Linked DNA regions of Mus musculus: all the other regions are linked to region 3. A link is a contact called in public HiChIP or PLAC-seq and promoter capture Hi-C data. All regions are on one chromosome and are shown on one strand. The core of a region is the stretch at or near the end of the contact, and the rest is flanking DNA. Distances in the headings are between cores, read along the strand shown. Region 1 holds the start of Tmem176b (transmembrane protein 176B). Region 2 overlaps Gm16630 (predicted gene, 16630). Region 3 holds the start of 1700026J14Rik (RIKEN cDNA 1700026J14 gene). Region 4 holds the start of Zfp777 (zinc finger protein 777). Region 5 overlaps Gm7932 (predicted gene 7932). Region 6 holds the start of Zfp746 (zinc finger protein 746). Region 7 holds the start of Aoc1 (amine oxidase, copper-containing 1).

The links. HiChIP or PLAC-seq counts read pairs in DNA pulled down with a chosen protein or histone mark. Capture Hi-C pulls out chosen DNA fragments and counts their contacts.
Region 1: a promoter capture Hi-C map of liver shows a contact between it and region 3, with 3 times the contacts expected there. The contact joins the promoter of Tmem176b here to the promoter of 1700026J14Rik in region 3. A contact is called at or near these places in 5 of 39 promoter capture datasets (the 3T3-L1 cell line, liver, neural stem cells and 1 more), 1 of 15 datasets of contacts at CTCF or cohesin (large pre-B cells), 5 of 484 Hi-C or Micro-C datasets (CD4 T cells, the HL-1 cell line, the N1E-115 cell line and 2 more), 2 of 115 datasets of contacts at active chromatin or transcription factors (cardiomyocytes and pancreatic cancer cells) and 4 of 9 other capture datasets (adipose tissue, embryonic stem cells, liver and 1 more).
Region 2: an H3K27ac HiChIP or PLAC-seq map of SST interneurons shows a contact between it and region 3, with 2.6 times the contacts expected there. The contact joins the enhancer-like site here to the promoter of 1700026J14Rik in region 3. A contact is called at or near these places in 2 of 39 promoter capture datasets (cranial neural crest and frontonasal cranial neural crest), 6 of 115 datasets of contacts at active chromatin or transcription factors (SST interneurons, VIP interneurons, embryonic basal ganglia and 3 more) and 1 of 9 other capture datasets (embryonic stem cells).
Region 4: a promoter capture Hi-C map of pancreatic islet shows a contact between it and region 3, with 2.6 times the contacts expected there. The contact joins the promoter of Zfp777 here to the promoter of 1700026J14Rik in region 3. A contact is called at or near these places in 3 of 39 promoter capture datasets (cranial neural crest, embryonic stem cells and hippocampal neurons), 1 of 115 datasets of contacts at active chromatin or transcription factors (astrocytes) and 3 of 9 other capture datasets (adipose tissue, embryonic stem cells and pancreatic islet).
Region 5: an H3K27ac HiChIP or PLAC-seq map of embryonic stem cells shows a contact between it and region 3, with 2.8 times the contacts expected there. The contact joins the enhancer-like site here to the promoter of 1700026J14Rik in region 3. A contact is called at or near these places in 7 of 39 promoter capture datasets (the 3T3-L1 cell line, the HPC-7 cell line, embryonic stem cells and 2 more), 2 of 15 datasets of contacts at CTCF or cohesin (large pre-B cells and pro-B cells), 13 of 484 Hi-C or Micro-C datasets (B cells, CD4 T cells, the CH12 cell line and 7 more), 2 of 115 datasets of contacts at active chromatin or transcription factors (both in embryonic stem cells) and 3 of 9 other capture datasets (adipose tissue, embryonic stem cells and liver).
Region 6: a contact with region 3 is called in an H3K27ac HiChIP or PLAC-seq map of embryonic stem cells, with 6 times the contacts expected there. The contact joins the promoter of Zfp746 here to the promoter of 1700026J14Rik in region 3. A contact is called at or near these places in 3 of 39 promoter capture datasets (cranial neural crest, hippocampal neurons and liver), 10 of 484 Hi-C or Micro-C datasets (B cells, cerebellum, cortical neurons and 4 more), 4 of 115 datasets of contacts at active chromatin or transcription factors (astrocytes, embryonic stem cells and stem cell-derived neural progenitor cells) and 1 of 9 other capture datasets (embryonic stem cells).
Region 7: a contact with region 3 is called in a promoter capture Hi-C map of liver. The contact joins the promoter of Aoc1 here to the promoter of 1700026J14Rik in region 3. A contact is called at or near these places in 1 of 39 promoter capture datasets (pre-B cells) and 2 of 9 other capture datasets (adipose tissue and liver).

What each region holds. Positions count from the first base shown.
Region 1 is chr6:48,840,073-48,842,990 of GRCm38.p6, forward strand. It overlaps Tmem176b (transmembrane protein 176B), which reads right to left and starts at 1,302. Exons shown (of 7, transcript NM_001164207.1): 1 at 924-1,302. Tmem176a (transmembrane protein 176A) reads left to right here and starts at 1,411. Exons shown (of 7, transcript NM_025326.4): 1 at 1,411-1,517; 2 at 2,132-2,329; 3 at 2,517-2,627. The coding sequence starts at 2,135.
Region 2 is chr6:48,213,077-48,215,978 of GRCm38.p6, forward strand. The region is part of intron 1 of Gm16630 (predicted gene, 16630); the gene reads right to left. Among named protein-coding and RNA genes, the nearest start is that of n-TCgca49, 4.6 kb to the left of the region's middle. Within about 2 kb of position 1,320, at least 8 of the 459 cell types and tissues checked have an H3K27ac peak or open chromatin away from gene starts, as enhancers often do. A contact at or near this core is called in SST interneurons, where this site is marked.
Region 3 is chr6:48,535,937-48,538,923 of GRCm38.p6, forward strand. It overlaps 1700026J14Rik (RIKEN cDNA 1700026J14 gene), which reads right to left and starts at 1,538. Exons shown (of 2, transcript NR_130985.1): 1 at 900-1,538; 2 at 646-800. It overlaps Atp6v0e2 (ATPase, H+ transporting, lysosomal V0 subunit E2), which reads left to right and starts at 1,633. Exons shown (of 4, transcript NM_133764.3): 1 at 1,633-1,918. The coding sequence starts at 1,815.
Region 4 is chr6:48,046,423-48,049,367 of GRCm38.p6, forward strand. It overlaps Zfp777 (zinc finger protein 777), which reads right to left and starts at 1,692. Exons shown (of 6, transcript NM_001081382.1): 1 at 1,564-1,692. The coding sequence starts at 1,680.
Region 5 is chr6:48,865,217-48,868,152 of GRCm38.p6, forward strand. Gm7932 (predicted gene 7932) reads left to right here. Exons shown (of 3, transcript NM_001358003.1): 3 at 1-867. All of the region lies in intron 1 of Gm44764 (a long non-coding RNA gene), which reads right to left. Among named protein-coding and RNA genes, the nearest start is that of Gm7932, 6.4 kb to the left of the region's middle. Within about 2 kb of position 1,260, at least 27 of the 459 cell types and tissues checked have an H3K27ac peak or open chromatin away from gene starts, as enhancers often do. A contact at or near this core is called in embryonic stem cells, where this site is marked.
Region 6 is chr6:48,085,275-48,088,044 of GRCm38.p6, forward strand. It overlaps Zfp746 (zinc finger protein 746), which reads right to left and starts at 1,319. Exons shown (of 7, transcript NM_001163475.1): 1 at 1,041-1,319. The coding sequence starts at 1,064.
Region 7 is chr6:48,893,818-48,896,773 of GRCm38.p6, forward strand. Aoc1 (amine oxidase, copper-containing 1) reads left to right here and starts at 1,438. Exons shown (of 5, transcript NM_029638.2): 1 at 1,438-1,481. All of the region lies in intron 1 of Gm44764 (a long non-coding RNA gene), which reads right to left.

The DNA of each region.
Region 1 (2,918 bases), core at 52-2,551, 300 kb after region 3:
GGCAGGCCCATGAGGTCTTCATATTCTGCCTGATTACTTCCTCAGCGTGGCCTCCATTCTAATCAGCACAGAGCTTAACACAGCTTCCCACTGTCTCCTGTTATGGGCTTATAACAACCATTTAGCCCCTCTGATGGCTTGCCTCTGTCCAAAAGAAGTTCTGCCCAGTGGCTCTCCTGGGCAGTCTGGTTAAGCATCAGTTCTGACTGGATATTGACGGCCACTCCAGTCACTTCCCTTTGCATCCCTTCATGTTCTCCCCCACGCCACGGAGCACCTTCCACTCACCCGTGCACCTCAGAGCCGAAAGCACAGGAGTCTGACAACTTTTCAGGAGGGACGAAGAGAAACACAAATGAAGGCCTCAGGTTCACACCTTCCCTTGAGGTTCCAGGAATAAAGTCTCAGTTGTCTGGGTGCTGGCCCCCTCTAGACCCCCAGTGCTATCCCTGCCCTGGCCACCCAGAATCCCTCTGCTTCCTCTGCAGAGCAGGAACTAAAGCCCTAGGCACCAAGAAGCCTCTCACCACTTCTGGCACCGCTCCAGATAGTGGCTCTCTGATATCCCTCCTCCCAGTGTTCAGAAACAAAGAAAAAGAACACCCCGTGTCCCCACAGCTGTCCCACCTCTGCGTGGTCTCAAAGGCCCTGCTCTTAGAACGCAGGCGTGAGGCACTGATAACTATGGAAGGTAAAGCCAGACTCTGACCTCCCCAGCCTCAGCCCTGTTTCCAGAGTCACATCCTCTGTCCAACACATCCCTCCCTCCCCAGAGTCCTACAGGAAAGCAGAGATAGAAGGAAGGAGAAGCATCCTGAGCCAAGATGGAGCTTGAGGAGTAGACTTGGAGACTCTTCCAGAGAAGAAGGAACCCTATGCTTCAAAAGGGGGCTACCAAGGGGCCGTGAAGGGTCCTGTCTCACCTGCTGTCCTCTGCGATGGGTGGGGCTGGAACTGAGAGGTCTGGGAGGAGCTGGCTTAAAGCTGACCCCAGAGAGAGGAGAGCAAGAAGGGGGTGGAGGGATGGGGCCTGACATGGAGTCTCTCAGTTTGCCAGCAAGTAGCTGACAGGAAAGGGCCCCACTTGAGGGGGGTCCATCAGGAGTAGATGATCAGGCCTGCTGGAGCAGGGATACAGGTGACACAGATACACTCATACACCCAAGGTGGCACAGGCCAGCACCTGCTCAGAAAGCTCTATCCCTGACTGGGAGAGAGAGCACTGTGCAATCAAAGGATTCCACAGGAACAATCAGTGCCAACCCCAGCTCTTACCTCGCCCACCTTCTCCAGCTCTCCAGTGCCCAGTGAGGAGCTGCCTGCTGGAAAACCCCTAAAGGGGCCCTCAGTCCCAGCTGCCTGCCAGGAAGTGTTGAGGTCTGCCCATTCCCCCTCCCCTTCTGGCTCCCACCCAGGTTCTTCCTCCTGCCAGGGCTGAAGTTCTCAACTACTGCCAGCGCCTCTGTGTGAGCTCTGGCCTTCCCTGCTGCACACTTCCCCGGTCCCAGAGGAATCAGGTAAGACAGCCCACCATCACTTTAGCATAGCTCGTTTCCCAGTCCATCCAGATCCATCCAGTCTGACGCCCTGCGAGCTTGCTAGGGGAGTGGACACACTGGGGTGTGCCTCCAGGGACAGGTATGGCCTCCATCTCTACCACTCAATTCTGTGGGGACAGGGTCAGTCAGTGCTTGTCGTTCATCCAAGGAGATGGTGGCGTCTGGGTGAGGTGGTCCCTGGGACCCTGGTAGGGAAGAGATAATTGCAACAGAAGCTTATGGGGCAGTTAGAGGGGGACACTGTTTAAGGGGCTTGGCCTCTGACCTGGATTCAGAAAATGCTGGGGAGAAGAGATCCAATCAGAGGTTGGGTGAAGAGATAGGTTGTGTGCGTTCTGCTTGATCCAAACATCAGGCTCCTGAAGACCATGGCAGTGGGGCACAAAGCAAATGTGGGGTGAAGCGGGTACTCCAGCATCAGGCTTCCCTGACAGACAACCCTCCAAAAGAGCTGAAGATACAGCTCCACAGCCAGGGGCAGCCATTCTGTGTCTCTGTTAGCCCCCAACTCCAAGCCGCCTCTGAAACATCTGCCAAATATTTCTTCCTGCTTTTCCTTTTCTCCCTCACAGACGATGTCCACAGACATGGAGACTGCAGTCGTCGGCAAGGTGGACCCTGAGGCTCCACAACCCACCCACATTGATGTGCACATCCACCAGGAGTCTGCTCTGGCCAAACTTCTGCTGGCCGGATGCTCATTGCTAAGGATTCCAGCATCCGCTTCCACCCAGAGCCAGGGCAGCAGCAGAGTGCTGGTGGCCTCCTGGGTGAGAGTAGCTACGTGCTTGATGGGCCCAGGGAGGGACCCTCATTTGGGCCATATTTTCCTCTGGCCTCCTCTATACATCTGTCCTCCTAAGACATTGAGTTGATTTTGTCTGTGTGTACAGACAGTTGCAGCTAACAGGTAGCCCTGCTGCTGGAGAGCTGTGTTTCAAGTCCTCTCTCTTCCAGGTGGTGCAGACTGTGCTGGGGGCTCTGAGTGTGGTTCTGGGTGGAACCCTCTACATAGGCCATTATTTAGCCATGTATTCCGAAGGCGCCCCCTTCTGGACTGGGATCGTGGTGAGTGTGGCATCATGAAGGTCCAGGGCTGTCTGAGAGCACAGGGATGGCGGTCCCTTTGCTTCCCTTCCACCACCACCATTGATGTGGCACCCCAGAGTATGTAGCCAAACAAGACCTGAATTAAGTAAGCCAGTCTGGTGCTTGTGTACATGACAAATGATGAAATGGTCGCCTGTGCAGCTGCAGGTCAGCTTTGTCTCTTGTCCCATGCTTCTCCCAGCAGGCTGACAGAAGCTCCTTGCCATCAGTAGTCATCAACAGTTAAGGCTCTCAGGGCTTATCTACCTC
Region 2 (2,902 bases), core at 70-2,569, 320 kb before region 3:
AGCTCTTGATGTGGTTAAGACCTATGTACCTCAGTGCTCTCATCAATCCAACCCGCTCCTGAATTTGTATTCTTTCTTAGCTGTTCACCTGTTTTAAGCAAGAAAATCATGGAAGACAAAGATTCCCCTGGTGTGGAGGCCTGGTGATCCTGGCACCAGCTTTTTCTCTCCTTTTCAGATGTTACACTAATTCAGGCACCTTGGGCTAATGGAAATACAGGGACAGTGGTTAGCAGAAATGAGAGGAAGTCAAGGCACAGCAGAGAAGCATGAGAACCCATCCAGGTCCATGAAATGCCAGGTCCCTGAGAGAAGCCACAGGCCAGGAATTCAATCTGCAAAATTAAGAAACCACTGACACATCACAATGAATATTGGCCTCAGCTTCTAGCCCTCTGGTGTTGCTGGACCTCTGTCACTTCCAGGATGATTCTTACCTCTCTGTGTGATTTACCCAGTATTCCTAGGCCTACTCAAGAGCATGGCATTGGCCAAGATTAAGGTGATACCTTTTGCTGGGTGATGGTGGTACGTACCTTTAATCCAAGCACTTGGGAGGCAGAGGTAGATAGAGCTCTGAGTTTGAGGCTAGCCTGGTCTATAGAGGGAGTTCTAGGACAGCCAGCACCATACAGAGAAACCATGTCTCAACAAACAAACAAACAAACAAACAAACAAACAAACAAGCAAACGAAAAAAGATAATAGCTTTTGTGCCAGATAAGCGTGTGAGACCATGGAGAGGCTATAGTGCTAAATATCTTACACATGTTAGCTGTGAAGGCACATTTTGGATGTGAGCCATATTTCAATCAGTAGACTTGAGTAAAACCTCATACCCTCCATAATGCAAATAAACGTCAAGCACCATTAAACCCAGGAGGAAAGACTCTTGTCTCTGGGGTAAAAGGGATTTGCCTTACAGTTACATGTAACTCCATCTGCTGAGTCACCTCTCCCTGTGTCCATCCTGCAGACATCAAAATTAAGTAGTTTGATACAAGGCTGAAGAAATTGCTCACTCAGTGGTTAAGAGCATTAGTTGCTCTTGCAGAGGACATAGGTTCAGCTCCTAGCACCCACAGAGCTGCTGACAATGTTCTGGAACTCAGTTTCAGGGGATCCAATGCCCACTTCTATTCTCTGTGGTCACTGCACAAATGTGATGTACAGATATGCATGTTGGCAAAACACACAGAAAGAAGGTAAAAGTAAATGAATCTTTAAAGAAAAAAGGAAATGGCCACTCCTTAAAGTCTCCATAGACACGCAGGCAGACTCATAAGACACACCCACATCCACACAGCTGCCACTGCTCCTTTCCTTAGTCAGAGGCAAGACTCTGTCTCCATCAGGACTGAGCCAACACAGAACTGTCCTCTGGCCTTATGGACAGAACTCAGGCTATACATAGAAGAAGATAGCTTTCTAATAAAAGCTTGACCTTCCACTCTTCTCTCTGTCTTCGAGGGTGGGTCAGTGCAGGAAAAACAGCACTGTGACCATTGAGGGAAAAGGGCAGGGCACCTGATTTGAATCAGGGTCCTGCTGATCTGTAGTCAAATGCTCTACCTCTGAGCTATGCCTCCCACTTAGGTATAGCCACTCATTAGCACCTTTCATCCATGACACCACACCAGAACAAGTTGTACACTTTTACTTCAAGATCTCAGAATGCTTTAGGCACTGGCAAGCTCTCTGTACTGCAGTCTGTCCTCCTCTGATCTCCTTGAACTTAACTATCCCCTTGAAGCCCTTCTGTCTTGAGGTGTGGTGAGGAAAGTATGCCCAACAGTGGCATTTCCTCTGTATCTACACTTGGTGGTCAGAACAGAAGCTGCTGGTTTGGGGCCTTCTATGAATAACACATGCAGCCCAACATATGACTCCATCATTCATTCACTGAACAAACACTCATGGGACTTGTTAGGTCCCTGTCATCCATGTCGAGTACATAGAGACAAGTAAGATATTGTTCGTGTTATTCAGAGAGGTTTAGTTCAAATAAGAGACTAGTCCATGAACCAAGTATATCCACAGAAGCAGCAGGAGCCTATTCGGAGGCCACTAGGAGTGGAGAGTATGGAAAGCATCTTGGGAATCCAGCAAGGCTTCAAAGAAATGATAAGGGAGACTGGAAAGGGGGAGGAGCTGCCTCCTCCACCCCAGAGCCTCCCATGGGATGGATTTCCTGCAGTAAATGGGTCTCAAGGTCACAGTCCTTGCCCCAGTTTGAGTGACTTCGACCTGGACGTACCTCATAACCAACGGTCTGTTGGCCCCTTTCAGAGATGAGATTACGGTCTTGGTCTGAGCAGAACCCAAAGCACCACTCCCTACCTAGGGCACAGTCTAAACCTCTATAGACAACCCTGGGTGTCACAACCCTGGCATGTACACTTGCCAGTGTTTTACTGCCATCACTTCCTTTTATGAGATCCATGCCTGAGTCACCTCTGCATGCCTATCTGTGGCCTCCTCATGATCCTTCTGTCCATAGTTCCCAACTGAGCAGGAGGATCAACTCCTGGAGATTTGTATTTACAATATTCTTAGTCTCACCAGGGATTGGGCTCAAAGGGTTTGCATTCATTGTGGCAGAGATGGGTAGGGCTGGGTAAAAACTAACAGTCTTGGTCTCTCTCTACCTGTGAACTCTAAATCAGAGTGTGTGACCAAAAAAGCTCAATGGATGATTCTGACTTCTGGACAGTTTAGAGACATTGATTTAGTCTGCCCCTTTCTATGATCTAGATGTGGAGGGAAAGTGATGAAGGTTAAAATCCTGTCCAAACAAAGCACACCTGATTCATGACCAAATCACAAGCAGTGCACATTTTCATGACAAAGGCCTCCGTACTGACTACCCAGGAAAAGAAAATAAACGACTCTGTTACCTCTCT
Region 3 (2,987 bases), core at 288-2,787:
GTCACAGTGGCCATGTCTGTGTGGCTCTCAAAGTTCTCATCACATTGGTTCAGGCTGGCCAGCTTTTCCAATTACCTAAAGAATCCAAGATCAAGTTTGGCCTGGGATTTTCAACCCACAGAATCATTAGGGGATGTCCGTTGCCTCGATGTTTATCTAGACTCTTCTCCTAAGTGGGTATCTAGCTCTGTGAGAAGGCAATGTCACTGTAATGTAGCAAAGCAGTAACTTTCCTTCAGCATCTTTCTCCGGTAGTCCCAGCGAGACCTCTTTGAGGAAGTGGCAGCAAGATGGCACAGCTGGGGTTAAGTGTGAGTCAGCGTCCTGACTCACAGAAGTGACCCCAGTAGGGTAAGAACACTGAAGCTATGCAGCTCAGGCAAGGGCAGTGGGATACCGCTGCTTGCAGAGTGTGATACAACACTGTTAACTGGATCTAGAATCACCTAGGAAACAAATCTCTGGGCATGCCTGTATTGGGTTAATTGAGGTGGAAGACACACTGTGGGTAGCTAATGATTCTATGGGTTAAACAGAGAGCAAGCTCAGCACCAGGGTTCATCTCTCTTTGCTTCCTGACTGTGGATGCAGTGTGACTGACTGCCCCAGTGTCTTCCCCACCATGGTGAAATTAGAGCCAAAATGAACCCTTCCTCAAGTTTATTTTGTCAGAACAATGAGAGAATCTATACAGGAGAACCCAGAGACTGTCTTCCTGCTGTCACTTTAATCTCTCCCCGCAGCAGCAACTACTAGACTACAGCTCGGGGGACCGGCTACAGAAAATCCAGGAAGTATACCTGTGGGAAAAAACAATGTCAGAGTCCATTATGAAGATGGATGGACAGAGTACCAGTGTTGGCTCTTGCCTGTCAAGTTCTGTGAGCAAGGCTAATTACCTGCCTGGGCCATCCTGTTGTGGAATTTTCCTGAGAGGCCTTCCACGACGACTTTCCAATCTGGACTTAGTGTAAGATAGGCCTTTATCTTTCTTCTTCATACAGATAACTAGATACGCAGCATGTAAGTTTGCACAGGTAGGCTGGGTGTACAGGGGCCTTGGAGGTCGTTCCCATGGAAACATAAGATCTGTCCCCAACTGCGGCACACCTCCTTTCAAGAATCACTACTGTGCTGACGTGGTTTCCCCCTCCAGCTCCCACCCGGACTGTAGCCCTTCAGGAGTGGCTGGCCTCAAGTGTCCCAGGTCTTACTATGTTCCACACAGATCGCCTGAACCCCTACCATAGAGGAAAAATAGTCTAACTACTGTAGCCTGATCCAGAAGCTGGGCATCTCCAAGGTTCAGTGAAGCAGTGAGCTCTGCAGAGGACTGCAAGCTTCACTTCGCTGAGGGGAGGCTTTAGCTCAGGCCAAGTTTGTGGCCTCTCAGCTCCACGAAGTCCTCTGGTCGAAACCCCTGTGGTCCCCACAAAGCCTCCGTTCTGGTTAGGGTCTCCTCCAATCCTGTCCCCAGCCACCTTGGGCTGCCCGAGCACTGCAAGTGACCTGCCACTTTCTAGCGAGAATAAGAAAGCGCAAACCTAAGCCTAGAATCACCTGCAAAATCGGAGCAAACCGACCCAGCCAATCAAAGGAAAGGTTCCTCGGAAGTCCCGCCCTTGGTTCTGCGTGATAGCGGCGAGCTATCCCAGCGGACGATGTTCAGGGATGCGCGAGCGCAGATTCGCTTGGTCCAGGGCCTTCCCGGCTGAGATTCCGTTGCGCATGCGCACAGCCCTCTGCCGAGACTTGCACCTGCTTAGAGTCTGCCGTTCGATCTGATACCCCACCTGAGCATCGCGCACCCAGCCATGACAGCCCATTCCTTTGCCCTCCCTGTCATCATCTTCACCACATTCTGGGGCCTCATCGGCATCGCTGGGCCCTGGTTCGTGCCCAAAGGACCCAACCGCGGGTAAGAAAGGCGAGCAGGCCTCGATTCCCTGCAGACGCTTCCCTGTCCCCTAGCTGGGCTCACCCATTAACACTGGGCTCCCAGCTTGCTACCCTGCAATTCATGCCCTCACAGAGACGCCCCTACATGACTTCTTCCAGATCTCTGCACCTGGGCTGGGGCAGCCAGGAAACAGGCTAGAGGGCTGGGTGAACGGATAGATTCAGATGTCAGGGCAAGCAGGTGGCTAAAGGTCACCCACACCCATGCAGTCGGTAAAGGCTGCATATGGACACTCCTTGCTTATTCTTGTGTGACATTGGGCAAATGCCAGGCCTCAATTTCTTCACTGAGGAAAATAGGGGCTCTGGCAACACCTGCTTTGTAGGGCTGGTGTGAGGTCTGCCCTAAGCAATGTCCTGGGCATGCTGTGTATGTATACTGGATGTTTTTAGCTGCCTTCATTTTTGGAAGATTCCTAGCAGATTTTCTGCACCACATGCCAGCCCCTTCTCCTGTTAGCCTCTCAAGTCATGAAAGCCTCACACTTTGCCCTTTGTCCATTTTCTCAGCACTGACAATCCACTGCACAGCCAGGAGTGGTCCCAGCTGCCTTGTAGTGTTAAGGGAGGGCTGGGGCACTAATCCGTTCAGCACCACCTTGAAGTGCTTAGGCTCTGTCATGGATTAGACTTAGCCTAAACTGGAGGCATAGACGGATGGGCATCGCCTTTATTCCTACAAATGTGAAAGTGATTGCTGGACAGAGCACCTTCTGCTTCCAGTGGACCAGAATCTGGCACCCATATTGAGAGACTCAGAACTGTTTTAACTATGGCTCCAGGAGATCTGAGGCCCTTTCTGGCTTTTGGAAGCCAGCACACATGTGTATACACACACACACACACACACGATTTAAACTGGACTTGCTTTGTAATCACTCTCCATGTCATCTCTTCTGGAAGTCTTGGTGAGCTCCTTGTCCCTTCAGCTGTGTTGTAAGACTCTGTCTCTCTGATTTCCTGAGTGGATCCAAAGCCCCTGCTTTTTCTATAACAGCCCAGCCTCTGTCAACAGTGGCTGTGCCCTT
Region 4 (2,945 bases), core at 442-2,941, 490 kb before region 3:
TAGACAGCCCCCTTAGGTGGAAGCCTCAACCACACAGCTAAAGGAACCAAGAGCCAACACAATGGGCATATTAAGGCAGTCTGCCTGAGGGAGGACTAGGGGATCTGCTTATAATTAGTGGGAAGAGGGAAAAGAATACCTGGAGGGCAGGTTAGGTGCCAAACAGAGTTTTACCTGGGACAAGAAAAAAAAAAAAAGCCAGCAGGACAAGACATCTTTACTAACCACCTGAATCAGACAGAGCTCAAAGGAAAATGGTTTTTTTTTCCTTCTCCATTTAGGGATTTGGAATACTGGAAAGGGGTGAAGGGTCATAAGGTATAGCCCCCCCCCCCCCCAAGTCCTGATACAATGTCATCAGCTCCAGCAAACCTGTGGCTTGACCTTACCCTCAAGCAAAGACAGCTAAATCGAATAAGCTCAAATTCTCAAGCTGCTACCTGCTAGCAGGAGAGGAACGTTAGAATTCCTCTGCGCCACATTTCACAGCTTCTACCTGTCTCTCTTTCCTCCCCACCCTTGTGTGGTAAATGATTAGGGGCTCCAGGATCCATGCCAACATACTAGAAACATGCATAACGACACACATCTGACTTTTTACAAAAGCTGTGCCATTTTCTTACATGACCCAGGATGGTTCACTCAGAATTACATGCCATGAAGACCTAAGCCCAGAGGTAAGAATGTTTAAAAAAAAATCTTCATTTTATTTCCCAGGTGTTTTGTTATTGTTATTTTAAGAACTGCGAGGTTTTTAGGAAGCCATCTATCCTATCTCTTCCAGTATACATGGAAACAGGTTCAAAGGCACGGACTCCCATGCAGCAAACCCGCCTAGCACAGCCAGGGTGCCTCAGAGAGCACGTTGGGTGGGAGGGCGTTTAATTATTGAATGGCCCTCGGAAGAACATCAACCTCTTAGGCTCTCATTCGCCAGACCCCATTTATCCGTACCCCAAGTTTGACTCGGGGTGCTCCTGACGCAGAGGCTATGGATCACACTGCTCCCCACACCGGAGTCGCTGGGCTGGGCGCTGCCCGGCCTTCCCCTCCTCCCCCGACGGGCCGCAGCCAGTGCTCGGCTAGCCCAGGCCGCCCACCCTGGCGAAGCCGCCGCCAGCGCCACCCCTCCCCGTCCAGGCCCGCGGCACGCTGGGCAGGCCTCTACGGGACTGCGGGCACCTAGCCCGGGCCGACTCGCTACGTGACCTTGGGGCAGGCAGGGCAGGTCGCCGCCGGGTGTCCGTGCCTCAGTGTCTCCGCTCTGCGAAATGGGAGAGCCGCGTCAGCACCGCGCCCAGGCCGGGAGCCGTTCCGCGGGGCCGAGCTCTGCGGAAAACGTGCCGCTGGCCACCCCGACGGACGCAGCGCCGGCTCCGCAGCCAGGGAGCGAGCGCGCCGCCCGCGCCCCACCTCGGGCCGCGTGTCCGGGAGCCGTGCGGCCGCGCAGCCTCGCACGGACGGCCGCCGCTCCCGCCCGCCCCGGCCGTCCTCCCCCCCAGGGGGCGCGCGAGCCCGCCAGGGCGCCCCCTCCCCGCTAACGTCGCCGCGCCCGGCCCTTACCGAGACCCCAGGCCGGGCCACCGAGCCCGGAGCACGCAGGCTGTCCCCGGGGCCCCGAGGCCGCGCGTCCGTGCGCGCGCGGGCTGCCCTCCCCCGAGCCGGGGCCGCCTCGGCCATGGCCCCGCGCCGCCCGGCCCGCGCCGTGCGAGTCCCCGCCGCCGCCGCCGCCGCCGCGCGCAGCCCCACGCAGGCCCGGCGCCGTGGGCGGGCTGGCAGTGCGGCGCGGCCTGGCCTCACCCGCCGGGGCTGCGCGGCCGTCGGGCCCCGGCCTGCTCGGGGCTGTGCTCGGCGGGCGGGCGCGGGCGGCGGTGGCGGCGGTGGCGGCGTCGGAGCGCGGCTGTGCGGGCTGCGCCCGGGCGGCGAGCTGGGCCCCAGCGCTCTGCGGCCGCCCCCGGCGCGCTCGCCCGCCCCGAGCGGCCGACGCTGCGACCCCGGCTGCGGCCCGGGTCCCGGCTGCGAGCTGCGCGGCCGTCCCGGCGCCTCTTCAGCAGGGGAGCTGCACCGCAGCTGCCATGTTGCTACAAACTGCATCCTGGGAGGCATGTCCCTCTCAGGCGTTTCAAGAGGAGCGCTCGGAGGCTCGTCGGAGGCGGCCGGAACCCAGACAGCTCCATCTACAGCCGGTAGGAGCGAACAGTGAGGCGCGGGCCGCCTCGGCGCCGGACACGCCCTGAGCCCGTCGCGGCTCCCGGTCCCTCGCGGCTCACCTGGCGTCTTGGCGGCCCGGCGCCCTCGGGCCAGGCCGCGGCGGGCAGCGGCGGGCAGCGGCGGCGGCGGAGGCGGCGGAGCGGAATCCCGGGCGCGCGGCGCGCTGGGTCTGGAGGCGGGCCGATGGGCTCCGACAGCCTTCCGCCCGCGGCCGCCTGCGCGTCTCAAACCCAGAACCCGGTCGTTGGCTTTCAAAACCTGCGCTCACAAAGGGATCGGAGAGAGCCGTCACACCACAGAAAGCCGGAGTTCATGTGACCAGCGCAGTGCAGCCCGGGTTCCAGGGACGCGGGCTGTGGATCCAAGGGGAGCGAGGGGTGGGGGTGGGAGTGCTTTGTGAAAAGCCTCAGTGTTGTTTTCGGCCAGAAAGGACAGAATTCCTGGAATCTTTGAGGGCACGGGTTGGAAGGGGCTAGACGGGCTACTTAGGAGGAAACTGAGGCCGAGCCGGGAGTGGCTTGCTGATCCCAAGTTGCAGTTTTCGCCCCCTTGTACTCTTTCCAACCATGAGAGAGAACCCTCTTTCCTGGACAGGTTCAGTGAATCGCACGTTTACTGAATTTGCAGGAGCTGCCAAGATTTGGGAATGGAATGAAAAAAGAAAAATAAGTCTGAGCAGGTGTCCTGGTTACAGTTAGGGATGAATGAACCCCAACTGGAACCTAGAGGAAAAG
Region 5 (2,936 bases), core at 10-2,509, 330 kb after region 3:
ATAAAGTTAGTCACATGCCATGAAGCCTGGGTTTCTTTTCATTCTTATAGTACAGAAAGATTTGCTTTGTTTCAAAAACAGACATGACCTGGAGAGCCAGATAAGCAGGGAGTTCCACTTCCCATTTACCTTACTTTGCTTTTTATTGCTGTGATAAACACCAGGGCCCAAAGCAAGTAGGGCCTGAGAGGGTTTGCTTTGCCCTATGCTTTACAGCCATCATCAGAAGACAAGACAGGAACTCAAGTGGGGCAGGAACCTGGGGAGTTGAAGAAGAGGCCATGGAGGAATTCTGCTTACTCGCTTGCTTTCTGTGGTACATTCAACTTGACCTTTTATACAACCCATGATCACCTGCCCAGGAGTGGGTCCACCCCTATCAATTATTGATTAGAAAATTCCCCACAAGCTCTCCTAAGGGCCAGTGAAAAGACTAGTCAACTGAGGGTCTCTCTTCCCAGATGACTGTAGTGTGTGTCAAGCTGACACAATGTTCCAGGCTAACTGGCACAACTGCTCTCTTGACAGATTGACACAGGGACACATCATTGTTAAACTGCAACTTTTACTTTCTTGGATATTACCAGTATTTCATGGTAACACCTCGGTATAAAACATATCATAATCTTAAAAGTCCCATAGTCTTTTACATTTTAAAAGTCCATGTTCCTGCCTGGCAAGATGACTCAGGGGTTAAGAGCACTGACTGCTCTTCCAGAGGTTCTGAGTTCGATTCCCAGCAACCACATAGTGGTTTACAACCATCTGTAATGGGATCCAATGCCCTCTTCTGGTGTGTCTGAAGACAGCAACGGTATACTCACATATGTAAAATAAATAAATAAATCTTTAAATTCCTGCTCCCCTGCAAATAAAAGTCCATGTTCTCTCTTTTAAAATCCAATGTCTCTTAACTGCCACGCACACTGGGAAATGCCACACACTCCGGTCAAGTCTGCTTGACAGGCTGAAAGGTCTGCAAGCACTCAACGAGGAAAAGAGTTTCACAGAAACTCACCTCCTGGAGCTTTAGCGTTCTCATTTACTCATATACTCATACTCTATTCCCGAGTTAGTCTGGTATATGGAACTACAAGCTCTCTTTTAATATTTTATTTTAAATGCCTTTTAAGATTAAATTCTGTTATAGTTAAGTCTCCCCAAGATTCCAAGTTCCCAGAAGCCTAGCTTAGAATCCTGTAAGAATGCAGTAAGGAAGTAACCTATTCAGTAACTAATTAGGCATTACAAAAGACGGAGCCAGTAGCTCAGAACTGGTCTGCAAAATATTTACTAGGACAGCAGCAAATCTCACCCAAACAAGGGAATATCATAAAAGAGCCAGGGAATCCCACTGAGATAGAAACCTTCAGTACAGGCTGCATTACATATTAGAAGCAAGCTGGTGTATTCTCCTGACAAGTGGAGATTTTCCAGATACTTAAAAGTTACACTCATGTGGGAGTTTGGCAAGGCCTAGAAAATAGGGGGGTTGTGATGTTGCATTATTCATGAGGTCTGCAAAGAGCAGAACCCCCTGGTGCTAGCCTTCACAAGGATCAAAGGCATAGCACTAGAGTGTGAAATCCTTGCCTGTCACTAAGCTGACCCTAGGCAGGACTGCTTTATCTTTACTGTAAACATCTCCCTGGTTCCTGTAAATCCTTTTGAAGTCATTCCTTTGTTTTGTTCAGGTAACTTCAATGTACTTTGCCTGCTACCCTTTGTATTTTCTGTACTATATAAGATTGATGTTCACTTTGTGAGAATACATTCAGATTCTACACAATCTCACAAAGTGAACATCAATCTTATATAGTACAGAAAATACAAAGGGTAGCAGGTCTGTCTGTCACCTGCCGACGCCTTGTCCACCTGCCCCAGAGACTCATTCCATGCAGACAAAGGGACCCAGAGGGTCTGCGGCACTTAACTATGGATTCCTATAAAATTTAAAATAAGTAATACACGTTCTTAGTCCAAGAGGGAAGAATCAGGACACAGTTTCAATCAGATCAAACCAAAACCCAACCCCAATGGTGGATTTAGCTCAGTGTGCAACACCTAGGAATCATGCATGATCCTTTGAACTCCCAAGAGCTTGGGCAGTGCCACCTGTACAGCTCTGCCATGCGCATGCAACTTGTCTTGTATGCTCCAGAGGACTCACTCCACGCTGCCACTGTCTTTGGTGGGCATCCCGTAGCCTTATCATGTCCACACCCCACAGCCAATATGCTGGGGTCTCCATGGCAACTGAGGTCCCATTCTCACCAAAGGCAGTTTTCTTTTCAGGGACTGCATCCCTGCTACATACTGTCAGGCTCCTCTCCTTCATGACCCCTTCAACCGCAGGGTCTTCACAACAATTGAGGCTGCACTTTCACATATGGCCTCTCCTGGCATCTTACATTTTAAGTCTCAGCTGCTCTCCAGGACTCCTCCAATCCTTCGGGTTTCAGTACTGTGTGGGAGATGCTTAGACATTACCAAGTTTGGCTGCAAGCTTGAGATGCCATCTTAGCACCCTCTGAACCACAGCCTCTATGTGCCAACCCTATGGAAATCCTCCCTAGATTTCCCCTCAATGATGCTGATCTCTTATCAACCACAGAACTGTAGGCTCTCCAGCCTTTGGGATTCAAAACAGCAGCAACCCACCTCAGACTAAGCACTATGCTGATCCTCTCTCTAGTCCTAAACCCTTGAGCCTCACTATCAGCATCCCTGGCTCTTCAGTTGGTCTGACAGGGAGCTTCTTAACCCCTAAGTACATAAGCCAAGCCCCCTAATAAGTCTCTCCCCAGACCCCTCTGTCTCTGTCAAACCCTAACTGATACAGATTTGGGGAACAAGACTGGTTCTAGAGGAATACAAACTCAAGGAAACACAAACTTAATTGGTTCTTTAACCTCAGTAAACCTAAAAGTGTTGAG
Region 6 (2,770 bases), core at 69-2,568, 450 kb before region 3:
TGTAGTTGGAAGTAGGGGTTGTGCTCTACTGAAGCCTAGCACCTTGCTAACTTAAAGCGAAGGTGGGATAGTCAATTGCCAAACAGCTAGGGAAGCCAGTACTCTGAGACCGGAGTCACTGATGCCAATTCCTTCAACTCTTTCCTACCCATATGACGAAGCCCAGGCCTTCCCAGCCCCTTCCATTTCTGCAGCCTCATATCCAAAACCATATCTCCAGGCTTGTGGACCAGTTTTGCACTGTCCTGTGTCTGGCCCTTGCCTCTCTTTGCCCAAGCCCTAGAAACCCTAGCTAACTCAACTCACAGAAGCACAGATTACCTGGCTGGGCGGGAGGAGCACCAGAGTCTGCTAAGCACCTGCATTCGAACCTCCACCAGGTTGGCTACGACCTCTTTCTGTTCGACCATAAGGCTACTCGTGTACCTGGACTGCTTTCCTTATTACAGACATTGAACTGTGAGAGCACTGTCTTCCCACACTTTTCTCGCTGAGATTCTTGGCAAGTTAACTTCGTTGGGCCTTCAGCTTTTCTTTTGTATGAAATAATAACTATAATAGTTACTACCCCACAGGTTTGCAGTGCAGACAAAATCATGCCTAAACCGGGCTGAGTGCAGCGCCAGCCTGGCTGGACAAATACGAGCAGTCCTCGCGTGCCGCCTGAGGAGGGTTGGGCACATAGTGGGTGCTCACTGTCTACAGAATCGACGTCGGACACCTCCCAGGTGCCACCAGGCCGCTGGGGGGAGCTGGGAGAGGGAAGCACCGGCCCGGCGCTGAGGAAGGAGCCCGGCCCGGGGACGCGCAGACCGGGAACTTGGCGCAGGTCGGCCTCCCGGGCGCGGACGGCCGTTCCCTGCGCTCGGCTCCACCCGGTCCGGTAGGCCCCGGAGGACCTCGCGGCCGCCCGCCGCAGCCACAGGACCCGCAGGCCCGGTCTGGCCCGGAAGCCCTCCTGGGGCCTGCGGCACAGTGTGCTGGGCCCCGGCCTTCCGGGGCCCGAGGCCGCGCAGGCCAAGCGCGCGGGCCGCCCTTACCGGAGCCGCGGCCGCCTCGGCCATGGCCCTGCGCTGTCCTGCTCGGCGCGAAGGAAGTCGACGCCGCGGCGCGCGGCCCCACGCAGGCCCGGCTGCCGGGTCCTCTCCGCCGGCAGCGCCGCCCGGGCCTGCCGCTACCTTCCCCGCCGCGCTCCTCGCAGGCCGGCCTGCTGCCGCTCCGCCCGCAGCCGCACCGCCGCCGTCAGCGCCCGGCCGCTCCACACTGCATCCTGGGAGCCGGTGCCGCGGCCAGGCCGACGAAGGCCCGTGAGGCTTCCTGGAGGCAGCGCGGCGGCACAGCTCCACCTGCAGCTCGAGCGGCGAACGGCAGCGCCGGCACCCGCTTGCCGCCGCGCTTGGCCCCGCCCTCCTCACGAGGCCCCGCCTCGGCCCGACCTCCGACCACGCCCCCGCATATCGCCACGCCCCCCGCGGCGCCAGTGCTCACCAGCGATGTGCCACCTGGTTTGGCGGTATAAAACTTGGGGGTACGGCCTCGGCAGGCAGTGCGCACCCCGGCACGGTCACTTCCGCAGCTGTCCAGCTGTAGCACGCCTATTTTTGCCTTGAAATGGAATGAATGCTTCCAACAATAGAAATATGGCTTGATAAGTCACAGTAGGTTCTCTGTAGGATTATGTATGTGTGTTATAATAAACATTTTAATGACACAAAAAATGTGGGGTTTCTATAGTATGTATACTATAATAAACATTTTAATGACATGAAAAATGGGTTAAAATGCCATCGTTTAAAATCTTTTTGAATGCAGTTGGAGATACAGTTCAACGGCTAAAAGTACTTGCTGTTCTTGCAGAGGGCTGGGTTTCAGTTCCCAGCATCTCACCACAAGCTGTAGTTACCGCAGATCCAACGCCCTCTTGTGATATATCAGGTAAGCGTGGAAAGATGTTGAACGAGAGTAGTCCGGAACTACTTCATTTTGGCGTTAAAATGCGTAACAAATGTATAACAAGATGTGTGTTATCATGTGTATTATTCATGTTCATACAGTGTTCATATAAAAGGTTATGTCTAACAAAGTTTAGGTAGGTTTGGAAGCATGTCCATTAACGTAGTGCCAGTAGACCCCAGACCCCTAATTTTTTTCAATTCATATTTTTGTTTTTTAATAACAAGGAAAGGAAGAAAAAAGTCAAAATGTAAAATTTCTCCAGAAGCCTAGTGTGGAGCCCCGTGTGGCAAAGAAGATGTATTGCCATTCAGAATTGCCTTCCATGCCACCCCCTAGCAGGAGCCTGCAAGACCAGTGCCTGAGATCTTTTTGTTGTTGCCATTCGTTATTTATTTTATGATTTACTTTTATTTTTGATTATGTATATGCACACATATGTATGCAAATATGTGTACGCGTGTGCAGGAGGTCAGGGGTCTCAGGTTCTGGGAGCAACCTGGGAACTGAAGTTTTGTTCTTACTCTTAATAACTGACCCTCCTTCCCCAGCTCCCTGACTGTGCTGGCTAACTTTATGTTAACACAAGCTATAGTCATTTGAGAGAGGGGAATCCTTTTTTTAAAAAATATTTTTATTAGGTATTTTCCCTCAATTAAATTTCCAATGCTATCCCAAAAGTCCCCCATACCCACCCACTCCCACTTTTTGGCCCTGGCGTTCCCCTGTACTGGGGCATATAAAGTTTGCATGTCCAATGGGCCTCTCTTTCCACTGATGGCCGACTAGGCCATCTTTTGATACATATGCAGCTAGA
Region 7 (2,956 bases), core at 188-2,687, 360 kb after region 3:
GCTGGGATTTGAACTAAGGACCTTTGGAAGAGTAGTCGGGTGCTCTTACCTGCTGAGCCATCTCACCAGCCCCTATTTTTCTTTATAGAAGTAAAAGAGATTAGACTTTCCACAGTTGGGTTGTTCCTGGAACCGTCTTCTGGTCCAACCCACTTAGTTCTCCATGGAATTGTTGATCTCACAAAGGAGAATTCCCAACTCTAAAGACAGACACTTTAATTTTCACTGTAGCCAACACCGTTGTGGCAGTTATAGCTAATCCCACTCAAAGTCTCTATGTTGAGTCAACTGTGCTCTCCTTTCTTTATCTGGTTGCCAACAGATTCTGAAATGATTTGCAAATGAACCACCAGAAAGGAGAGTGACAAGGCCCACAATACTCACATAAACACAATCGTCCCATAGCCACAACTTTTGGCGTTTCCTAATACTGCCAGGATCCCAGGGTGCTGGAAAATCTGTTTTCATTAAGCTCAACTAGGAGTTTCTCTCTTCAAATGCCTCCCTCTCTGATTCCAAGTTCTCTATACACAGCAGTTCTCTTTTTCTCTGTGGGTGACTGTCCTTATCAGCCCCACTTTACCAGGGTCCGCTTCCTGTTAAGAACTGACTAGAAGCTCACTTTACTGCAAATGGAAACGATCACAGGAAGCCACAACTGGACACAATGCAGAAATCAATAGACTGTGCAAAGCTCTAACAGATACATCAACATCACAGCTCCCACATCTGTGGCTTGGGGACCATCACAGAAGAGGAGGCAGGAAGATTCTAAGAGCCAGAAAACCAGGAAGCCTGATGTAAAACAATCTCTCCTAGAAATGGCTGCATAAACAAGGCCAGAACAATTAGTAGACACTCTAATGTGGAAGGCGGAAAGTTTCACAGGGTCCCACCCTGAAACAAAGAATTATTAGTTTTATAGATAACCATAATAATTGCTGACAGAGGGAGAATTAGAGTCTATCAATTTGAGAGCTTGGATAAATGAGAGGGGTTTAAGGGAGAATACCTGGAAGGTACCAAAGGGAGGAAGGGAAGGGGCAAAATTATGTCACTCTATTTTAATTTAAAGTGTGTGTGTGTGTGTGTGTGTGTGTGTGTGTGTATCCATAAATAAATAACTGAAAAAACTGGCTAGTAAATGTCTTCATAGTGTCTGAACATGACTCTATGTTAATACATTATGATATTACACAGTATGTAACAGAGAAAGCCAAGCATAGTTCTTGCGAAAGGTGGCCACCTATTAAAGGGGAAATTACAGGGAAATGGTCCAAGGGCACTTGTACCTCAGCCAGCAGCACCCTAGCACCTGTCCAGGGAGGATCCCCATGGGCTATAGGTCCCCAGCTAGGTTGACCCATATCTCACCCTGTCCCTCCCTGTGGGGTGGGGTTCAGTATCTTTAAGAAGACTTCTTGTGTCAGTGGCCAGGAACAAAGTCTGGGAGCTGGGGAGCGACGGAGCAGAGCACACAGGTGGGTTCTGATGGAACACCAAACAGGTAGTCAGGAGAAGGAGCAAAAGCGAGGTGACAGGGTACAGTGTGAGGAGTAGGGGGCAGGATGACAGACAGGGAGGAGATCCAGGAAGCTCAAGAGCCTCGAAGGAGCTTCAGAAGGCCATCACAGGCAACTCCAGGGTGAGAGAAGAGGGCCCTGTGAGAGGGTGGCTGGCATTCCCTGCATTGGGAACTGGAAGGGTCAACCAGTGGCTACCAAGTCCTCCCTTTGCCTCTATGGCTCTGCCGAAGTTTTCTCCTCCACACTGCCCATGTGACTTCACAAGAGAGGATTCTAAATGTCTGCAGCATTGCCTTCCTACTGGCTAAAGCCGAAACACATTTGGAGATAAGAGATTATAAAGAGGGAAGCCAGGCATAGAGGGCAGGAAAACACTAGGAACACACAATACTTACATTAAGATTCCAGCCCCACCTTCTGAAAAGCTAGTAAAGATAAGTGGTTGGTGGGGGTTTGCGTGGGAGAGGAATATAAAGTGCTGGGAGAATTTGGGAGTAAGGACAACAGACTATTATTACCTAACACTGTGGTGGTGTGTTGTGTGTCATCTACATCTCCTCCCTGTTGTTAATATAAAAAAGAAAAGGCTGGGCTGAGGCATAAAATTTATTTATGCTCTATAGTTCTGCCTGAAGTCTTAGGACCTAATGAAGAAACCTGTCTCAGTGGGACTTCCTAACTTTTCTTATGGTAAACCTTATCTGGATAAAACTGCCCTTTCTGCTCTAGTAAATAAACATCTAGCAGACTAGCCCTGAGCTGTTGGCTCCATCTTTTATAACGTTAATTAGTTACTGAATAGGTAACTTCCTAGTTGAACTTTTACTGAATACCAAGTAGTCAGCTACACAGTCTTTCTAGGGCTTTGGAAAACTGGTGAAGACTGACTGTACGAATTTGAAAGGCACTTTATTATGATAACACTGAAGGAGAGTAGTGGATTTTCCTCCGCAGCCTTGGATGACAGGCGGGGAACAGAGAGGAGGGGGTGACGACTGGCTCCATAGTACAAGGCCATTTGGCTTGTTAGGGTGGGAGGCTGTGAAGGGCTTGCCCTTCTCACGGTATGGTCTCCAACCTCTCTCCCCCCTATGAATTAAGCTTAATTAAGGCCACGCTTAACTGAGGTGATCAAATGATTGTCTCATCCTTGGATGAATGGGCTTTAACCATGGCTGGGGGGATATTGACCCGATTTTTTCCCATGGTATCTTTTGGGGAGGGGAGGCAGAGCCTTAGAAAGATATTCTTGGTTGTAACTGGAACTAGATACCAACCTCTAGCTAAACCGGGTGTATCTCTCAGGGAACCCAGAAATGGTCAAGTTGGACCTTCCCCTGCAGTGAAATTTTTTGCACCCACGCTGGTGTCCATACTGTATTTGTATTATTACGAATCAGCATGCACAGTTTTGAGTACTGTGCAGCTCC